2 separate regions of the Mus musculus genome follow, and region 1 is linked to region 2. Evidence: chromatin contacts called from public HiChIP or PLAC-seq data. All regions are on one chromosome and are shown on one strand. Each heading gives the region's core, a stretch centred on a gene start, on an enhancer-like site or on the middle of the called end of the contact. The rest is flanking DNA. Distances are from core to core; before and after follow the strand shown.

What was found. HiChIP or PLAC-seq counts read pairs in DNA pulled down with a chosen protein or histone mark.
Region 1: a contact with region 2 is called in an HNF4G HiChIP or PLAC-seq map of pancreatic cancer cells. The contact joins two enhancer-like sites. A contact is called at or near these places in 1 of 15 datasets of contacts at CTCF or cohesin (the NIH/3T3 cell line) and 3 of 115 datasets of contacts at active chromatin or transcription factors (embryonic stem cells, microglia and pancreatic cancer cells).

What each region holds. Positions count from the first base shown.
Region 1 is chr3:104,998,180-105,005,218 of GRCm38.p6, reverse strand. Cttnbp2nl (CTTNBP2 N-terminal like) reads left to right here. Exons shown (of 6, transcript NM_001163332.1): 6 at 1-3,304. The coding sequence ends at 569. Among named protein-coding and RNA genes, the nearest start is that of Gm40116, 6.4 kb to the left of the region's middle. Within about 2 kb of position 4,923, at least 79 of the 459 cell types and tissues checked have an H3K27ac peak or open chromatin away from gene starts, as enhancers often do. A contact at or near this core is called in the NIH/3T3 cell line and pancreatic cancer cells, where this site is marked.
Region 2 is chr3:104,942,413-104,949,455 of GRCm38.p6, reverse strand. Wnt2b (wingless-type MMTV integration site family, member 2B) reads left to right here. Exons shown (of 5, transcript NM_009520.3): 5 at 2,256-4,651. The coding sequence ends at 2,485. It also overlaps a transcript of St7l not described here. Among named protein-coding and RNA genes, the nearest start is that of Wnt2b, 16 kb to the left of the region's middle. Within about 2 kb of position 4,340, at least 38 of the 459 cell types and tissues checked have an H3K27ac peak or open chromatin away from gene starts, as enhancers often do. A contact at or near this core is called in the NIH/3T3 cell line and pancreatic cancer cells, where this site is marked.

The DNA of each region.
Region 1 (7,039 bases), core at 3,674-6,173, 55 kb before region 2:
CCTACCAAGTCGGGATCAACCAGCGCTTCCATGCCGCTCGGCACAAATTTCAGTCCCAGGCGGATCAGGATCAGCAAGCCAGCGGTCTCCAGAGCCCTCCATCCAGGGACCTGTCCCCTACCCTGTTAGACAACTCTGCTGCCAAGCAGCTGGCCCGAAACACAGTCACTCAGGTGCTCTCCAGATTCACTAACCAAGGGCCAATTAAGCCCGTCTCTCCCAACAGTTCTCCCTTTGGGACAGACTACCGAAATCTGGCCAGCACTGCCAGCCCAAGAGGTGACACCAGCCATTCACCCACTCCAGGGAAAGTGTCCAGCCCTCTGAGCCCCCTCTCTCCAGGAATCAAGTCCCCAACCATCCCCAGAGCTGAGAGAGGAAACCCTCCACCAATCCCGCCCAAAAAGCCTGGCCTCACCCCTTCGCAGTCTGCCACCACTCCAGTAACCAAGACTCATTCCCAGGCATCCTCCCTGGCCGCCACAGAAGACCTCGCCAGCAGCTGCTCCCCCAGTGCCGTGGTGGCCAATGGCAAAGATGTTGAGATACTTTTGCCTACCAGCAGCTAGTCCCTAGGGCTGAGTCTCCACATTTGACATTCCATCAGACTCGGGCCAAGAGCTCAGCGTTAAACCCTGGAGTCAAATCATGTTATTTATTTGATAGTAGCTACAGCCATCTGTATAATACATTCAGTGTATTTACCTTTTTGTATTTTTTTAAGTAGAAATTGAATACTTTGGATTTTTATGACTCACCTCTTTGTACTAAGCTAGAAGGGGACCTCATAGACATAGCGCATCTCAAGCTCTGCACTTGCCAGCGTGCTGCGACGAGGCGGCTGACTGGGGACCAGGCGGTGCTGCTGCCAGTCGGGGAGCTAGAATTCATTACTCAGCACTCATTTCAAATTATGCAGAAGCGGTTCGTGCAGATTTTTATTCCAGATGAACATGTTTTAAAAGTGCCTGAAATCGCCTGCCACGGGAATGTGATTCTGCGGCAGAAACAAAAGACAGAGCATTTCTTGCAGCAAATGAGATCCTCTGTGAATCTGAATGTCAAAAAACCAACACTGCTTTTAATCCTCTCTGACTGTTTAATGCCAGCTTTGTGTTCTGAACCGAGGTTTGCATAAGTAGAGTGGAAATCCTTCTGAAGGGCGGGAACTCTGTCAGGCTGAGCTCTGTAAAGCCCTCAAGAAACCCTCCAGAACACTTAGCAGTTGGGGTGCTGATTTTCTTGTGCTTTTGAAAACTTAAGTCATTCTCCGTTTCCTGCATCACTTCTTGAGTAGTGAAGTCACGTCTCCATTCAAATCCACCCTCAAGCATCGGCCATGGGAACTTCTGATTCTGGTTGCTTTTACTTGAATAGGAAATGACATAATGAACTCTTTATTCTGTGATCAAAAAGCAATAACTTAAAAGTCAGTCTTTGTAATACTGTAAGTCAGAATTATACAGATTTTACCAAATTGTTACATTCACTCTCCATGCTGCCAGCACTTCTATCTATGGAACCAAATGGGCGTATATCTGTATCTGTATAGTACACACCCCTTTTACATGTTCAGCATTCTCACACTCAAGCACATAAGTATTAGTGCAATTGTATCTCTGGAGCTTGCAGTGTAGCATAAAGGACAAAGTAGAATCAATCGCATGTTAAGATTACCTACCAAAGCAATTAGATGTGACTTGGAGCCAGTCAGTCAACAAAGAAATCCATTTGACAAGGAAGTGGACAATCCCAAACTAAGCTCACATCATCAGCATCATAGGAAAGCCCATTAAATCGTCCTAGTGCCACAGAACTCAGCTAGCCATGTGAGTGAGTGAGACAGCACAGCCCCTCAAGTGCTATCCACTCAGCCATAGCATCCTAGCCCCGTGTAATGGGGCCACCCCTTTGAGCCCCAGCTCCTGTCATGCAAAAATTGCAGATGGAGGTTACCAATTCTCTAAACGTTCATGGAATTGAGATTCCCACAAGAAGATTCTCATTCTGATTTTAAATGTTTTTTAAATGCTGCTGATTAGACAAACATGGCTGCAAATGACTTTAGCTTGCAGGCTACCAAGCTGCAGCCTCTCCCTCCCTAGAACCTGTGCTGTTTCCCTTGTAGTGAGTTTGTACAGACAGAAACCCCCAGGCTTCTCCACTGTGTCAGCTACATCTGACCAAGTCCACAGAGCAGGACAGCCTTGCTCTTGGCAAGCAGAACCCCCGACACACCAGCTCAGGACACTGGTTACACAGTTTTTTATCCAGAGTAAGAGAGAGGAAGGCCTTGGTGTCTTTACATAAATTGTTCTGGCCAGCATCTACCCAGAAGCCCCTGGCCTACTGTAACCGTTTATTGGGAAGGAGAATGGGTGATCATTGGAAACACCTGATCATGTTTGCAAAACCAAAGGATTCAGTGGGCCCATTCAGATGAGTCACAAGGAATTAGAAATTGATTTTCTTCTTGAACCACAGAGCTGAAAACAAAAAGTCTCCCTAATAATTTAGCTAATAGCTCTTAGTTATATTTTTATTAACCCTTTGAGTCAGTGGGCAAGAGGCAGGTGATTAAAATCTTGGTGGGCAAGTCAACAACAGGGTATACTGTTGACTCTCCAGCTTACAGTTTAAATGGTTAAGGTAAATGCATGACACATGAAAGTGTGGCTGGTGTCTGCTGAAATGATGGAGACATGTGAAACTGTCCCGAGCGATCCTGCATGGAATTTACTCCTATTGCGGAGCCAAAATAGACCAGTGATGATCAAACGCTGAACCTTCTCCTCAGGAGAGACTGCAGGGCCTCAGTGTTCTTACCTCTCTTGCTTTAAATGGTAATCTTAAAAGCTGTGTTGTGCTCTTCCTCTGTTTGGAGACAGATATATATAGAGAAAGAGAAATGCTATAGGGGAGTTTATTTCTTGGGGGGGATGCACTGAACAATATTTCTTTTACAGTATAATACAGGGGTGGGATATGCAAAAGAAATGTGTATTTTTGCTAGTTCCTATCTTCTGAGATAATAAGCACAATCCTGAAATGGATCCAATAATTCAGCTAGATATTATAGATTAGTATTTCAGTTTGCAGTAGATTGTGAGTGTGTGCGCTAAGTAAAAGTTCCATGATTCACAATTTGGGTATTAACCATATCAAAGAAGCTGTTACTGGTCAGCAGAATCTAATGATGTGCTCGGTGTAACACAAGCGTTAACTAAGTCATTAACATTTGTAAGGCCAAGTGCAGAAGTCTTCATTTTTATAGTAGACTACATTAAAACAAGTTAAATCATAACTGTCTGGGGGAAAAGTCTTGTCTTGGGCTTGTTTTATTAGAAAGGGGAGTGTGTGATATACGGAGCACTTGATTGAGTTTTTGAGAAACTCGGCCTCGATGGCAGCATCCAGGTTAGAACTCCCAAAAACTTAGGACATTGGCTTTCTTGTGAAGCATAGAGCTGGGGGTAGGGGTTCCAATAATCTAGTATTTAATAACTTGCATTTTTACTCACTGGGAATCTCACATGCATGCAGACACAGGGACATCGACTGGAGCTTGGTCTGCCTGTCAGGCTACAAAGCTGTCACCACTTCCTCTCTAGTAGCCGTCAGCTGCCATTAACACTCAGCTAGGAGCAGGAACTTGGGAGGCCACGCTGCAGTGTGGCTGGCTTGATCTTGTGCAGGCAGCCACAGCTACTGAGAGTTCATGAGTACATTGGTCCAGAAGACAGCCCTGTCCCCGTCCTTCCTAACCTCTGGCTCGTAGAATCGTTCCTCCTGTGTTGTCCCCTGAGCCTTGGGAGGAGGGCTGTAATACAGATGCCCCACTGAGCAGTCCCTTGGATGTATTTGCAGTCCTCTCACCGGTTGTCAGTTCCTGTGATAACCACTGACCCCCACACAAAGAAGCTTTTGTGAGAAGGGCTGGAAGCTGCATTGCTCTACACGTATAGAATAATACATGTAGCACGTTAGCACTAGGTCCTCAGCAAATCACCCCTAGGGCCTACGAGCTCTCCAGCCATGAGTTCTTGGCCAGATGTACATACAGTACCTTGCATGGAATTTTCTCCTGGGAAGACCGGTCCTAAATCCAATCAGAAAGCAGTAGTTACCACTATAACATTTTTACCACTGATGTACCATGAACATATCTTGCTGGACCAGCTACTAATAACTTTACAACCCTTTCAGGGTTCTGGACCTTTTGAAAATCTTAGAAGAGCTATATATTGTAGTTCCAGAAAAGTGGATGTGTCTATATGCAAAAGTCAGTTGATGGTTTTGCTGGAACTCGACCAGAAGCCACCAGTGACTCATGGGTTCCAGTTTTAATGCCTCATCTTGCCTTGCCCTTTCATTCCACAAATGACTAATGCTTCCCTTAAAGTTTACTAGTCCATGCCTTCGCTGCTACCCCATGCTTGCAATTGTAAGTTGTAGCCAGACGAAAGTACTTGAAAACCCTTTGAAGTACAAAAGATGTTCAAACATTGTGGATGTTTATGTATCTTAAGTAAGCTCATTAACAATCCATTCAGCAAACACCAGCTATATCCAGTTTCCCATGACAGCCTCTGGCAGCTGCTGCGCACGCGCGTGCGTTCTCTCTCTCTCTCTCTCTCTCTCTCTCTCTCTCTCTCTCTCTCTCTCTCTCCCTCTCCCCCTCTCCTCCTCTCCCCCTCTCCCCCTCTCTCTCTCTCCCTCTCCCTCCTGCTCCTTCCCTCACCACCACCCCTCTCTTTCTGTGTCTGGGTCTGGGGGAGAGAATTTAGGGTTTTTCTAAGGGCTAGGTGGTCCTTGAAACCACTTTCAGTGTCTTGAAATGCTGGTTTTGGATTAGTGGGTATGGAGCTGGGGCTAGCCCTGTGGTGACATGCTAAGCCCTGGGTACCACCCACAGCTCTGGGGTGGGATGAGACCCATTTTCAAACCTGAATCAGGCAGGCAATGAGCAATATTCCATGGGAGTCATTTTTAAGGTTTAACTAATGTTTAAACTATTTGAGAAAATTGAGAGTCCATCTATCTGTTTGCCTATCAATGGACGCATCATTACTAGGAGGAGGAGACAAAGTGGGTTGGGCTCCGCAAACCCGCTGTGCTTGTGCATAACCTGTGTATAACCTGGGAAGCCTGCTAAAATTGATGGCTGGTGAGGTCTAAGGACAACATTTGGTAAGCCATGCTTCATATCCCTCCCTTGTTCTTTGGTGACTTTCTTGCCCACGTGTAAGGAGATGTCTTAGCTTCTGGAAATCTTGCCAGAACGTCAGTTGCGTTGAGAGAAGTACCTGCGTGGGGACCAAGCCCCATAGCAATGAGTTGACATGAATGTAACGATACTGATCCTCCTGTGGCCTGTTATCACTAGTGAGCTGATAAAAGTGGCTGTGGACAAGAGATCTGTACAAAAACTCCAGGTGAAGTGACAAGCAGGATTGCACACCTGTTGCTGAAAATCTCTGGTGCTCCAAATGCAATGACCAAGTGCAAGACCGTGGGCAGGGAGGAGGGTCAGTTAATCTAAACCATGAGCTGTGGCTGGAGAAATAGCTCGTGACTAGCAGCATTTGGTGCTCTTGCAGAGGACTCAGGTTCAGTTCCAAGCACACAGTGTGGCTAACAAGCCTGTAACTCCATTTCCAAAGGTTCCAGGGCCTTCTCCTAACCTGTACAGGTACTGCATGCATATGATATACTTGCGTATGTGAGGGCAAAACTCTCATACACATAGAAAATAGACTTAAAACCCTCTACAGACTGAAAACAGGGTCTCCCTATAGATTTGACTGAATGTAGACTAGGCTGTCCTCAAACCCTCTTTTGTGTCTTTGAAGGTGTGTTAAAGTCTCATGGCTCACTAGCAGGGTGATAACACCCCATTTTACATACACGTTTAGAACTATTAAGTACAGTCAGTCCAGAACCAACAGTTTCACCTATGGACTGCCTTCCAACAAAACCTGTTTCTTATAATCTGTTCCCCCTTAATAGCCACACAGTTTCAGTGGAAACACTGTTCATAAAAGCACTCTTTACTCTTACAAATAGGCACACATCTTCAATCTTGTAACTTGGGAGGTGGAAATAGAAGGATCCAAACATCTAGGTCACTTCAGCTACTTAAAGAGTTTGAGGCTAGCCTGGGCTTTTTGAAACCTGTCTAGAAAAGAGATGGTTAAAAGTGCTTGCTGCCCCTACAGAGGTCCAGATCTTCTTGTAACTCCAGCTCCAAAGGATCTGGTGAGGCCTCTGAGGACACCCATGCACACTTGGGAGCTCACACAGACACACACACACAAACACAAAGAAACCTAGTCCCTCCTCCCCCTGCACAACATGATAATGGATAAGCATACTCTTTAAGGACCGCCTCAGCCCTGGGTCTCGTGGTCACTTTTCTCTCTGCCCTAACGTGGGTTCGTTCTTTTTCTGCCAGCATCTGTAATCGCACCCTAAACCTGCTTACTGTAGACCTTGAATCAATCCTGGGAGTTTGGGTTTAACTCCCTCAAAGAGCCTGGGCGGGTCTATATAGTGAGTTCCAGGTCAACCAGAGCTACACAGAGCTTTTTTTTTAAAGGTGGGGGAGAGAGGTGGGACGCTGGAGAGATGGCTCAGCAGTTAAGAGCACTGGCTGCTCTTCCAGAGTTCCTGGGTTCAATTTCCAGTACCCACATGGCAGCTTGCAGCTTATCTGTAACCTCATTTCAAGGGACCTGACAACCTTCACACAGACTTACTTGCAGGCAAAATGCCAGTGCATCTCAAGAAAGCCTTTTTTTAAGGCAGCATGCTTAGCATGCATGAGCTCTTAAATACAATTCCCAGCACCACACCCCCCAAAACTTCAAAGTTAAAACAATTTAAAGATCTCCACTGGCCCTATTTGTCGGTGTAGAATCAAGCATGTGTTAGAATAAGTTATTAGAATACATTAGGCAAAGACTTTGTGGGGGTTACAAAGCTGAAAGGAACAGAAAATGGTTTGGTCATTTCGAAGTTACTTGTAAGGTGGGAACTA
Region 2 (7,043 bases), core at 3,091-5,590:
GACCAGGCTGGCCTCGAACTAAGAAAGCTGCCTGCCTCTGCCTCCTGAGTGCTGGGATTAAAGGCCTGCACCACCACGCCCGGCTAAGAGGATGATTTGAATAATAGACATTTACAAGTTTTAGTCATTTATCTTTGGATTGTCCATTTAATACTTTTAGCATGACAGTTGATGTTGGGCAGCAAATGACACTGAATAAAACCACAAACAAGTGTGACAGACTTGTTAATCCAATTCAAAACCAAAACCTTTTAGTTTAGCTAATAATTTAAATTCTCTGAATTTAAGAGATCTAACACAGTTAGTAGCTAGTCTGCTTGTACAGCTCCAGATTGTAGAAGAGGACTTTGGTATTGAGGACCCAGCTCTCGGCGTTAGAATAACATATGTAGACCTAGTCAGCCCATACTCTATAGAGTAGTAGTTTGCTAACATTTTGGATTATATATTCCGGTTGTTAAAAAAGAAAATAGAGGGGGCTGGAGAGATGGCTCAGTGGTTAAGTGTTCTTGCTGCTCCTCTAGAGGACCTGAGTTCAGTTTCCAGCATCTACATTAGGTTGCTCAGAGCTGAATCCAGGAGACTGATGTCCTCTTCCGGACTGTGAGGGCACCCACACGCAAGTGTGCACACACACATACAAAGATACACACACACATACACACACACACACACACACACAAGAAAATAAATAAAATCAATCTTAAAGAGTAAAATCGAGAGCTGGAAAAGTGGCTCAGCAGGCAAAGGTGCTTCTGCAAACCCTATTAATCTCAGTTTGGCCCCCATTGTACTATACGGTAGGAGAGAACCAACCTCCACAGGTTGTTCTCCGACTTCTGAATGCATGCTGTGGTCCCCCATGTGTGTGTGTGTGTGTGTGTGTGTGTGTGTATAATGTGTGTGCATGTATTTATATATATACATATACACATACAAAAATTTTTTAAGAAAGAAAATTGAGCACATGTGCACTTAAAGACGTCTGCTTATGTTGTTGCTATACCATGTAATTATTAGATATTCATGTCTTCTACATGGTTGTCATTGTCACTATAACAGTGCTGGGATCCAATCCAGGGTCTTGCACATGCTAGGCAAGTATGTCACCACTGAACTACACTCCTAGCCCTAAATCAGAGATTTTAAACCAATAAGCTAAAAAACAAAGAATTTCTGCTTTTGTCCTCCCCATATCCTAGTGGGTTGGTGGGGGGCATTGCTGTTGAGCTCTTTCTTGAAGTCTCAGGCCAGGGGTCCCTGTTAGTAGGAAAAGGGTTGATGGGGTCTTTTTGTGCTGACATCTTTTGAATTAGCATTCCCTGTACAAGGAGAAAGCTACCCTACTTTTCAAGAATCCCTTCTGAAAGGGGTGTAACACAGAAACTTCTTGCAGTAAGCTTCCAGCCTGTCATGCCAATCAGCTCATCTCTGTTGGACGGAAATAATAAATGTACGCTAACAATCTATTACATTAGATTTTGAGTTGTTTTGTTTCCTCGAGACAGCATCTTACTATGCATTCTAATCTGACCTCAAACTCACTACACAGCCCAGGCTAGCCTAGAACCAAAGTGGCTTTTCTTGCCTCAGTATTTTGCATCATGGCTACAAGCAGGTGCTACCACACCTGGATAGCCATTATTTTATATACATTTGCATATATGAAAACTGAGGCCCAGATACAATCATTAACTTGCTAAATAGCTACAGCTATGAAATAGTACAACTAGAATTTAAATCCAGATAATGTGCCATCATATTCCCTACAAAATAGAGAACCTCACCTGACCTACAGTTCTTCTATTTTCAAGCTAGATTCTGAAGAGGACATGGCAGTGTGGGGGCTGCAGGAAAGGGACGGTGCTGGGACTGGTGCCTCTGGGGAGCTTTGATAGTGGCAACAAGGGAACCTGGGTCAGAGGGCAACGAGTGACCGTTTTGGTTATATTTTCAGGAACAGAGGTTCTTTATGGCTTCTTAAGAGTGTAAGGGTGGACTGGAGAGATGCCTCAGTGATTAAGAGCACTGACTGCTCTTTTGAAGGTCCTGAGTTCAAATCCCAGCAACCACATGGTGGCTCACAACCATCTGTAATGAGATTAGATGTCCTCTTCTGGTGTGTCTGAAAACAGCAACAGTGTACTTACATATAATAAATAAATAAATCTTAAGAAAAAAATAAGGGGGTGTAAGGGTACCCAGAGTGGCATAAACAAAAGTGACTTGTTTCTCACCTCTCTTCCCTGACTCAGGTTCCCTAGGTACCGCAGGCCGCGTCTGCAGCAAGACTTCTAAAGGAACAGATGGGTGTGAAATCATGTGTTGTGGCCGAGGGTATGACACAACTCGGGTCACCCGCGTCACCCAGTGTGAGTGCAAATTCCACTGGTGCTGTGCTGTGCGGTGCAAGGAGTGCAGAAACACTGTGGATGTCCACACATGCAAGGCCCCTAAGAAGGCAGAGTGGCTGGACCAGACCTGAACACACAGAAACCTCATTCTTCCCTCCACTTCAAGCCTCTGACTCAAAAGCACAAGACCCTTGCATGCGCACCTTCCTCTACCCTCAATCCTGGGCTGCTATGGCTTCTGTCACGGACCTGGAGAGTGATCCGGAGGGACCCCAATGTCCCGGCCGCCTGGTTCCTTAGCCCTAGGGACGTGTTGATAGGGGATGGATTTAGGAGGCTGAGTGACTCCCTGATGGTCCATCTGGAGGTTTGAAGGGAGAGTAGGAGAGGTCTGTCTTCAGAGTGATTTGAGTTGCACTAAGTCAAGGCTCATCCTCCCCTTTGCTTGCACTGACTTCTGATCCTCTTTGGGTATGCAACAGGAAGGGAACCTGGAGGTAGCTTCCGTGTTTGATGCTACTCTGCCTGAGGATAGGACAGAGATAAAACTGCCTGTCCCTTTGCTGGAGACAGTACGGGCAGACAATCTTAGGCCATAGTATTCTGCTGAGACCCTGAGATAGCTAGATGGGTTAGCCACATTGAACAAGGCTCCACATCATGCTTCTACGCAGCTTATAAAGTAGTGGTTTGGTGAGGAGGAAAATCACAATGCTCTACAGATACACATTCTCTGTGCCTCCCTTTCCACCTACATCACACAGCAGCAGCCTGCTCACTGGCTGCCTGTTCAGAGTGAGGCAGCTTGCAGTGGGTCAAATTCTTACCAGGCCATTAGAGGCCCGGAACAGGATTGTGAGAGAATGACATAGAAAGCCTGGCTAGGCCTTGGGACTTCCCCCACATCCACTATTCCGGAGATTCGGTAGGAAGGGAGGTAACTCATGGGAAGGGTGAGCGCACCTGATCTCAGGGGTTCCATGAGGATCAGTGTATACTAGGAAGGCAGAGATCTCGCATTTTGCTAGTTCTTGAGGATCTTCAGCTTTGAAGTAGGAACAAAAGGCAGCAGCTATAGAGAGAGAGCTGGTGCTGGAGCCGAGGTGGCAAACATCCTATAAGGCCTTTCTCATTTACCCAGCAAATCTTTATTTTGTGATTCACCAGGTCCAACTGTTAACTACTGCACGTTCCACGATCGACTTAAACAGGGAAGGTTCTCTCTGTGCTACTGACCGTTGCCTAACGAGGGTACACAGGAGTGGAGCCTTCAAAGAGAGCAGGCACAGTGACATGGGGGTTCCAAACCTTGATGGTCTAGTTTTATGTGACCTCGACAATGGTCATCTTCTTCCCTATTGATAAACAGAAATAGTATAGAAATCCACAGTTAGACTTAGGTCTAATCCCAGCTATTTACTCTCTATTTTTTATTTTCAGCAGGGTCTTTAAATTCTCCTCTCCCATTTTCTTATCTGTAAAGTGAGGGTGAAACTGAGATCTAACTGTGCCCCAAACTCTAGCCGACTGATAGACGTCATCAACACTCTCACTGGTCAAGTACTTCCTGCTTCTCTGGGACCTTCTGATTTAGGGCTGTCTGGGCAGACAACAGACTAGATTCAAAGGCTTTCACAAGGAATTCTGGATATAGCTCCTCTCTCTCTTCTCAGGTTCCTCTTCATCCAATCGTACTCTCAGATGTTTGTGGAGCAACCTCTTTCTGCCCAGGCAGCAGGAGGCTGGGGTGGGGTGGGGTGGGGGGGCACAGCTCTGGCCACAGAGGCAGATTTATTTGGATGATAGGACTAATATTTGTGTAACCTGCTGAGACCTGTGTGGGAGAGTTTAGTATGGTTTTTCTTTTGGTGAGGGGATTTGCTCCGGTTTCACATCCATTAACACAAAACATGAGCTAGTCAGGGCCCTTGTGGTCTGTGGTGAGGGGATGACTGGAGAAACGGGACTGAGTGAGTCAGGCGGAGGGAATGTCTTCCTCGCAGAGTAGAGTCAACGGGATAACTGATGAGCCAGTGGTGGGGTCACGGAGGGGGGCGGAGGGGAAGAGGGACTTCTCTTGGAAGAGAGGAGTTTTGGGGCAGGGGCGAGAACATCCAAGTTACGGTATCAGTGATGGCATTGGCCTTCACTGGGGAGCCAGCCTGAGGTAAATCTACTTGTGCTGTATTCTCTTTGAGTTTGGGTTCTTAGCTGTGGCAGACATCTGTGACATCTCATATTACTCCATGCCTTTGCCTGGGCTCCAAATTCTAGCTGATAAAGATATACAACCACTTATAAATGGCTCAGAGAGAAATAGCTGTCCAGGGAGTGAGAAGTTTGTAAAGTGAGGTGTTTATGTGAGAGAAAAGATATCCGAGTCCTGCTACGGAAGCTGTGTGGCCCCAAGAAGGAATGGTGGCCAAGCAATTAGTTTTTCCTCCGAACTTAGCTTGTCTCTGCATTCCAACTGGCTTTAGACAACTGGCGCTCATTCTGCGCTATACAAACAAACTGATTTATTTGGAACAAGCAACAAAACAAGAACTTTATTCCGTGCCGGGACTCCACAGAATTCTGTTGCTACCTACTCCTTGTCTGCTCTGAAGGCCTCCTCTTCTGTCTCTAGATGGTAGAGGTTTGTTGCCCACCAGCGGTGTCTTAACCTCCTTCCTCAGTTCCTTTCTCTCGTGTTGGCCCTTACTTCATTTATCTTTTGATAAACATTTAGGACAGTGTATTTCAATAGGAGCTATTTGGATACAAAGTGAACTTAAAAGGTACTGTTTCTATCCTTTAGGGATAATAGGATCTTTTCGGAGAAGTGGCTGCACAGCCTGCAGGCAGTTTCTTTTAAATAGAAGAGCCAGGGTGATGGCTTATGGTTGTAATCCCAACACTCTGGGAGGCTGATGCAGGAGGATAGCTGTGTTTATGAGCAGTGAGTTCCATGTTAGTTTAAGAGCAGAGTAAGACCCTGTCTCAAACAAACAGGAAGAAAGAATGTTGGCCATACCCCATAACTCAGCACTATAGAAAAGAAGCTTTCAGTTTTCAGCTCTGAACAATGGCATCAGAGCACGCTCTTCATTAGTGTACTTCAGATTAAAAGAAGAAAATACTGTCCTGAGGGTCTGTGTGCAAAGCTTTGGAGATTTAACTTATGAGCACTCCAGGCTTCATCTCTCTTCCTCTCTGCTGTAGGAAACTATCTTCCCCTTTCTCTTGCATCCCTTATCGAGAACACCAACCATCAGGTCTCTTGCCAAATTCTTAGACCCACTCAGGACATAAGTCTCTGCATGGCTTAATAGAAGACAGATAATCAGGATTTCCCGCCCCCACCCCACCTTTCTAAAATTTGTATTTAAATGCCCTCAGTGGTCATAGGGCAGAAGCCCAAGCTAGCTGGGGATAAGGGACGCGGCCAGGGAGAGTGTTTCTCATCCCTGGGAGGCATTCTGCTTAGCTCCTGCAGCCAAATTACAGCAGCAGAGAACAATGCAGTGCATTCCTGGGCAGGTCGGTGGGCCCTGGGCGCCTGGGTCTGGTGGAGAGAGGTGCCAGACACAGAGCGCTCCATAAGCAACCCTGCAGAGCTGGCCCTGGGTGCAGAAATGAAATACAGCGAGCTTCACATTACACACCTGGTTATTGATGGCCTTGCTGGAGGCCTCTGCCCCCACCTTCCACTTGGGAACTGCCTGTACTGCGGGGGCTGGGCACCTCCGAAGCAGTGTTGGAATATAAGAAAGGCATGCTTCTTTTTTACTCTTTGCCCTTCCTGTCAGCCTGAGCATAACTCTGAGGACACACATGGACCCATGTGCAGAAGGTGGACTCAAAACAGACTCCCACAGCATTTTTTGGGTTGTATGGGGATTATAATAATCTCACCTCTCCCAACAATTAAAATAAGCAGCTAGATCCTCCAGAAGTCACACCAACAACAGGGTCAGCTACAAGCAAGGAATGTTTCAAAACTACATTATCAACATGCATGCAGTGTTTGCTTTGGGAATTGGTACTCCCCTGGGAGGTGGTAGAGGAAGGACACAGAAAGGGCATGGAGAAGAGATCAAGGGTGGAGAATTACCACCCAAGCAGAGTGGCTGAGGCCGGGTAACTTCTCAAACCTGGTCTGCACTGAGGACAGGGAGAAGTGCATCCTATGTGTTCTGAGTGACTGGCCAGCCTCCTGGACCTGCCCCGAGGTATGCACCGTCACTGGGCTTGCTTTTTATCATCTGCTGTTTTACACTCTTAACAGACCAGAAAGCAGGACACCTTTGGTTCCAGGAGTGATCCTAAGAGGGGTGCTGGAAGAACAAGCAGTGCTTGACAAGGCTGAATGCGGCCCAGTTGCTGACCTGTCGGGAGTGGTCTTTATCTTTGGATGATTGACAGGTTTCAGCTAACAGATCTGAAGTTCCCCTCCTTCCATGCCTGGGTATCACTGGGCACTGCTGCAGCCACTCACTTAGGATGCGGCACTCACCCAGGATTTGAAAGACGAATATTCTCTGCTTTGCTCCCTAACTCTTTTGTTGTTGAGTATCTTTTGTTGTTATTCACTTCCATTTTGCCCATGAATCTACTGACAGAACAGCTGGACATAGGAGTTTTTTAATCAAGAAGGCAGAATTCTGGTTCCATTTTGTCAACACTATCAGCCCCTGTAAGCAACTA